Regions from separate parts of the Mus musculus genome. Here region 2 is linked to region 1. A link is a contact called in public promoter capture Hi-C data. All regions are on one chromosome and are shown on one strand. Each heading gives the region's core, a stretch centred on a gene start, on an enhancer-like site or on the middle of the called end of the contact. The rest is flanking DNA. Distances are from core to core; before and after follow the strand shown.

Region 1 (3,275 bases), core at 375-2,874:
AAACAAGTCATAACACCAAGTATTAAAAAGCAAATAACAGAGGTAGAATGCAGGCTACACATCTGATCAAGAAGCAAAATTTCTATCCTAACAAATAACTTTTACACGAGAAGACTAAAAAAAAAAAAAAAAAAACAAATTTCAGACATAAATGTACAGTCCACCTAAAAGTAATTCAAATTAAGTGATAAAGATAAGAACACATTTCCAAAACACATTTAAAAAAAGGGGGGTGGGACCACAAAGGAAATGGCTAGCAGCCAGGGGTACCAAAGCACTTGCAATGCCTGTGCTCAAAAGGATAAAGAATGAAGGTTGCTGTGAGTAAGAGGTCAGCCTAGGCTACATGGCCAGCCAGGACCATATACCATGATTGAACCTTTGCACTATTGTATGCCACAGTGAAAATAGAAAAAATATAAAGATGTAATGATATCAAGTGATTGTGGATAGGAAGAATTTGAAACACAATATTTATGTTAGTTTTTCTTTTTTCTTTTTTTTTTTTTGGACCGGAACAATATAACTTTTCTCTCTTCTCCAATTTTCTGAAATAAATATATTCAATGAAAGAAAATGTATATGTAAAAATGTTCTTGTTCTCTATAATGTTACTTTGATGATTTTGTAAGTAGTAAAACAATCGTTCTTATTTCCTTGGGAGTTGGACTCTTGATGGTCTGATCCTCAGAATTCTGTTTTTAAGGTTTTATAATTACAGTAATTACAGCACAAACCATCTCTTCTCTCTGACACCTGTGACTGTACTAATTAGACAACTGTACTACATTTATTTATTTATTTATTCATTTATTTATTTATTTTTAAATTTTTGCTCTTGGTGTACATGTATTTTGAACTCTGGCCCGGATAATCAGCCAGATGGAGATTATTGGCATGAAGCTTTATCTATCTTTATTAAGAAGTTAAACCACTTTCTCTAAATATATTTGAATAATGTTTTATTTCATTAAAATCCTTAGTATGATGTTCTCCTAAAAATAAAGCACATGAAATATAATAAGTAATTATTGTAATCAACTCAAGATTCTGCTGCCCAGTTCTGACTCCTCTGTGAGTTGGCAGTCAACTGACAGGCTGGGACTAGATCACCCAGAAGGCTTTGTTCACACAGCTGCTTGTTAACTGGGGCAAAATGGGTAACAGGCCATAGATCTTTCATCACCTAGAAGGCTAAGCCAAGGCTTCTTACACTTGATGACTATGGCAGCAAAGGATTAAGGAAGCTATTTAAGTCTTCATTCTAAGTTTCAACAACTAAACTCTACATGTCTACTTGGACACTGGATTCAATCTCATGGTTCTGGCAAAATAGTGAGCTTCCCACCCTCGCCCTGTGATCACAATTACTTTCCCTCTAACCCTATGCACATTACATAACCACTCTCCTAGTATCCTCAAAAGTCTATTTGAGTTTTCGCATCAAGATCCATCAAGACTGTCAGTACACTGTAAAAACATCTTTTGCAAATACAAAGGAAGATACATGGATTCAAGAGCTTGAGGTAAAATTAAAACCAAAACCAAAAACAATGCTAATAAATGCAATCCAGAGCAGTCACTGGAGCTTAGCAGCTTTGGAGCTGCAGAGAGAGATACTGTTGCTCCTCTCTGGGGAGTTAACTGGTGTACATGCATTGCCACAGTGATGCTGGGCCTGAAGACACTGGCATTCAAATACATCATGTGCTTTGTCTATATTCAGCTCCCACACCTTCCCCCTTTCCTTTCCCCCAGTCTCATTTCTTCATAGTGAGAGAGAGAGAGAGAGAGAGAGTTTATGAATCTGTATAAAATCTAGTATCAATAGTATAAAGAAAATAGTTATTTGTCATTCTGAGTGTACATTATTTCACATGTCACAACCCAATTTTATCTTCTTTATAGCTGATTAAAAGCCCAGAGCACACAGGTTCCACATTTTCTATGTCAGTTCATCTGTTGCTAGTGAGGCAGATTCCCTAACTTGACTCTTTTGAAGAGTGTTACAATGAACACGGATGTGCAAGCATCTCTCTGATATATTGACTTGGAGTTCTTCAGAACCATATTCAGAAGTGGTATCATTAGGTCACAGGTTTCAATGGCATAGTAAGGTCTATTTTAAGTTTTTAAGGACCCTCTGTCCTGATTTCCATAGAGACTAATTTAGTTTACAGCCTTGCCAATGGAATATAAGGGTTCTCACTTGCCACACCTTTACTGTTATCTGTTGCCTTTTGTTTTCTTAATGACGGACAGTATCGCAAGTGCAATGTGTGGTTCTAACTTGGATCCCCCCACGGTTAAGGATGCTGAACATTTCTTCAACTGTTTATTCCTGCTTCACATTTATGGAATTGCTATTTGATTTTCTGGTATTTAGAGTTTCGAGTTCTTTATATGTTCCAGCTGTTGATGCTCTCTACCAGACATGTAGCTGGCAAATATTTTCTCCTACCGAAGCTGTCTCTTCCTCTGCTGGGCAGAAACTTTATACTCTTATAAAACACTACTTGTCAATTCTTGGATTCACTTCCTGAGCTGTGGAGGTCCTTTTTAGAAAGGCTTTGCCTGTATTTATAACTTGAAAAGTCTCCCCTTCTTTTTCTTCTAACAGCTTCAGATACTCAGAGTTTACAACAAGGTCTTTGATCTATTTTTAATTGACATCTGAGTAAGGTGAGAAATAAAGCTTCATCTTCATTCTTCTATGTGTGAAGAAGCTGTCTTTTTTCCAGTGTATATATTTTTATGTCTTTGTCACAAATCAGATGGCTTTATTTCTAGGCCCTGTGTCTTGATACATTTGTTGGCATTTCTGCCAACAATATGCAATTTTTGTTACTAACACTCTACAGTATAAATTGAGATCAGTATTATGATACTGTCATGTTCTTTCTACTGAAGATGTCTGTGTTTGTTTGGTATCTTTGCATTTCCTTATGATTTGAAGGTTTGCCTAGTTCAGGGAAGAATGTTAATGAAATTTATGTAGCGATTGAGTGGTATCTGTAGACCACTTTGGTTAGTAGACATTTTCACTCCATTAACTCTAGTAGTCTGTAAGCAAGATATTCCTATTCTACTTTCTGCAGTTTTCTTCAGTGTTCTAAGTTTTTCTTTGTAGTGATCCTATTCTTCTTTGATTGTGGTTACTCCTAGGTGTTTGCAAGCTCTTGTTAATGAGATTGTCTTCCTGATTTACTTCTTGACATGTTTGTTATGTGAATGTTACTGATGTGTTGTCAGTGATGGTGATGACGATTATCACA
Region 2 (3,275 bases), core at 418-2,917, 220 kb after region 1:
AGTGTGATTACTACTTTAGTGTGGATGCAGATGTTGTTTTGACAAACCCAAGAACTTTAAAATTTTTGATTGAACAAAACAGGTATGAATTAATTAGTCATAAGGTAATTGCCCACAGTTGTGAGGGCATACTATCTAACTGTAATAATTCGAGGTAGGTCACATTCAACTTTCTTCTGTACTCTTTAAGTTCCCTGTACTAAATATTCTGTTAGCAGTCGTAGAGCCAAAAGTGTTTAATAGTATTTACAGTCAAAAAGTGGTTGTTTAAAGGCATTTGGTCTATTTTTATATAAGCAACATTTAATTGTGTTATTAAGATATCCAATACTAGTAAATTTTCTAATTTTTATCATTTATAGATATTTTAAATGTAGACTTTCCTAAATCTCATCAGTTATTCCGTAGAGTTGTAGTTCTAAAATCCAAATTTTCCAATACTCCAATCATTCCACAGCGCGCTGTAGTTGCATTTTCTGTTGTACTAATTTCTGCTGACTCGAATTGAAATCGAATAAAGGCATTGCGGATACAAGGGTCTTAATCCTACCTGTTATAATACAGCTACTACTGAGTCTGTTGCTATTTATTCTCTGGTCCTCATGGCGCACATTTGTGCTGTGTGTGTGCGTTAATAATTGTTCCTCACAATAAAATTGAAATGTCAGCATGACTTGACTGTTACACATAGGGAGTCTGCTATGCTGCATCAGCCCATCCTGTATTTGGAGACATGCTCCTTTTGCTGCATAACATGACTCAGCACATGTAGTCATAACTTGAGTCAGCACAAGTCAAGGTTGGAATTTAAATTGTCACATCGACAGTTAAGAGCAGAGAGTATAATTGCTCTTAGATAATTGGTTGCTTATTCTCAGCTAGTTTTTCTCTCTTTTGTTCCTACCCAGGATCCCCTGTGTAGGGAATGGTACCGCCCACAATAGACTGAGTCATCGCACCTCAGTAAACAATTAAAACACCGTGAGAGATGCCCATTGGCCAACCCGATCTAGAAGTTTTTTTTTTTTTTAATTTCCATTTCAATTAGAGTCAGGAACAATCAGCACAACGGGAGGTACAACTACAGCTCGCTGTGGAATGATCAGATTATTGGAAATACCTGATTTTAGAACTATAGTTCTATGAAAATTTTTTTTCTTTAAGACTCTCTCTTCCTTGGTGATGCTAAGTTTTGTTGTGTTGAGAGTTAAAACTAACCAGCACAGATGAGTTAATTTTATGGCAGTTTGTGTAGTGCAAATGCTTGGTACTGTGTTTGTCTCAAAGGTACCACTTTCCAAATAGCTGTTAAGGCAGAATATTGTCACAGTGTCTTACTGTGTTTGCTATGGCTATAACAAAAGGCCACCAACAGGGTAAGCTATAAAGAGTAAGCTTATTATTTGACTCTTGTGGACGTGTACACTGGGTGGTTCAGCGTCAGGAGCAGGGCTTCTTCAGGGCTGCCTGCTGCTTCGTAACATTCTTCGGAATGTTCTGAGGAGAGGAGGGGCAAGAGGAAAAGAGTGTCAAGGTCTCCCTGCTTTTATAACCTTCTCTGAAGTTGATGCATTGCAGGCCACTCAAAGTCCCGTCTCAGCACAACGCGTTAGCAATTACATTTAAACTCTAGTTTCCTAAGGGACTTTGAGTTCCAGGCAAGCGTCTCTGTTTTGTTTTCTGAAGTGAAGGCTGACGTATCCGTTGCTGTTAGGCCAGCTTACAACTATAACCCAGTTTTAAAAGCCCTAAAATCCCGGAGACAGATGGTAAAGTGATTAGGGTTTGTTTTAGGAACCTTGACTCATCAGTGTCTCGGCCCATCTGCGTATTTTGTTTTTTGTTCAACAAATATTCATTGGCTACCTTAATGTTGTAGAGAGTGTTCAGTTTGCCAGTTAAACTAGAATTTAATTTAAACACAAGGAAACAATTTAGTTTTACTCTCTTCAATGTAACTAACATGCTGTTAAAAAGTTATTTTAGTATTTTGTTAGCATTTTCAATAAATGTTCCATTTTTTCTTTTTTAATTAACATAACTGAAAATTTTGTGTATCTATTGAAGAAAAGACGAAGAGACTAATATTTATTTGTGTATTACATATGTGTCTATATGTATGTGTTGTTATAATATGTTAAATGAACTTCACCATGTTATATGTCTTGCAAAATACACAACTCCAATGAATATTTAAAAGTTAATAACACTGTGGGTTTTCTGTCCTAGGAAAATCATTGCTCCTCTTGTGACACGTCATGGAAAGTTGTGGTCCAACTTTTGGGGAGCACTGAGTCCTGATGGGTACTATGCTCGCTCTGAAGATTACGTGGATATTGTTCAGGGGAACAGAGTGTGAGTTGCCTGATGAATCATTTCATATACAATATAGTGACAATATGATCTTACTAATATTACTTTAAAAACATCTTTATCTGTCTTCATTTTGCTTAGGATACATTTGAGAACTTGGAGATCACTTACAGTTACATAAAAACTTTTTTTATTTTTTAAGATCGAAAGGAATCTACATGACTAATAGGACAACTTCATTGTTGTATGATAATACTTGGTTGTCATGTGTACACATCCAGTGGTAGAGAGGAGTAGAACTCTTTCCTAAAGTTGGACAAGAATTTAGTTTATCTAGGTCATTTAATAGCTCTAATAAAACTTGTCTTCATTGTCTTTAAAATTTATAAATACAGAAATAATAATGCAGAAAACCAGAACTTCCACACATTCGCAATTTCATGAGGTGATTTTGTTGGAGCTGGTGGTAGCTTTTAATTTGTCATCTCTGTGTGTAAGATCTAATGTGTACATAAAAAGGTAAGAAACCACTGACATTCAATTGTCATCTTTTAGAGGATTCAAAAAATACAGACGCTATAGAGTACAAATGTACAAGTAATATATACTTTCTAAATGATAGCTGACATTTGCTAAAATTAAAAAAAAATTAGTCTGTCAAGCATCAAAAGAGTTTTTGTTACGGAAATGCTAGGCAAGAATGTCGCTCTTTTTTTCCCCAGATTGTAGGCTAGCATTGCCTGAGTCCTAAGTGCCTCGTCTTAATTATCAAACTCATCAGCTCAGTTTAAATGGGGAATATACTCTGACTTCTAAAAGGAGGTGCCCTTAGATTAAATAACTCATATTTTCCTTGGGAAAATTGTAGCTGTGGCAAGACGTTTTCCTTCTGAAGGTAAAGGTTGACTTAGAAGATTTTCATCTGAAAGATACCAGTGTGATAAAGTTTTTGTTATCTGATA

The links. Capture Hi-C pulls out chosen DNA fragments and counts their contacts.
Region 2: a promoter capture Hi-C map of adipose tissue shows a contact between it and region 1. The contact joins two enhancer-like sites. A contact is called at or near these places in 1 of 39 promoter capture datasets (the C10 cell line), 15 of 484 Hi-C or Micro-C datasets (the C10 cell line, the G1E-ER4 cell line, the HPC-5 cell line and 10 more), 1 of 115 datasets of contacts at active chromatin or transcription factors (large pre-B cells) and 1 of 9 other capture datasets (adipose tissue).

The regions. Positions count from the first base shown.
Region 1 is chr9:92,377,012-92,380,286 of GRCm38.p6, forward strand. No RefSeq gene overlaps it. Among named protein-coding and RNA genes, the nearest start is that of 1700057G04Rik, 69 kb to the left of the region's middle. Within about 2 kb of position 1,625, at least 9 of the 459 cell types and tissues checked have an H3K27ac peak or open chromatin away from gene starts, as enhancers often do. A contact at or near this core is called in adipose tissue, where this site is marked.
Region 2 is chr9:92,596,359-92,599,633 of GRCm38.p6, forward strand. Plod2 (procollagen lysine, 2-oxoglutarate 5-dioxygenase 2) reads left to right here. Exons shown (of 19, transcript NM_011961.3): 11 at 1-82; 12 at 2,230-2,355. Among named protein-coding and RNA genes, the nearest start is that of B430319G15Rik, 55 kb to the left of the region's middle. Within about 2 kb of position 1,668, at least 29 of the 459 cell types and tissues checked have an H3K27ac peak or open chromatin away from gene starts, as enhancers often do. A contact at or near this core is called in adipose tissue, where this site is marked.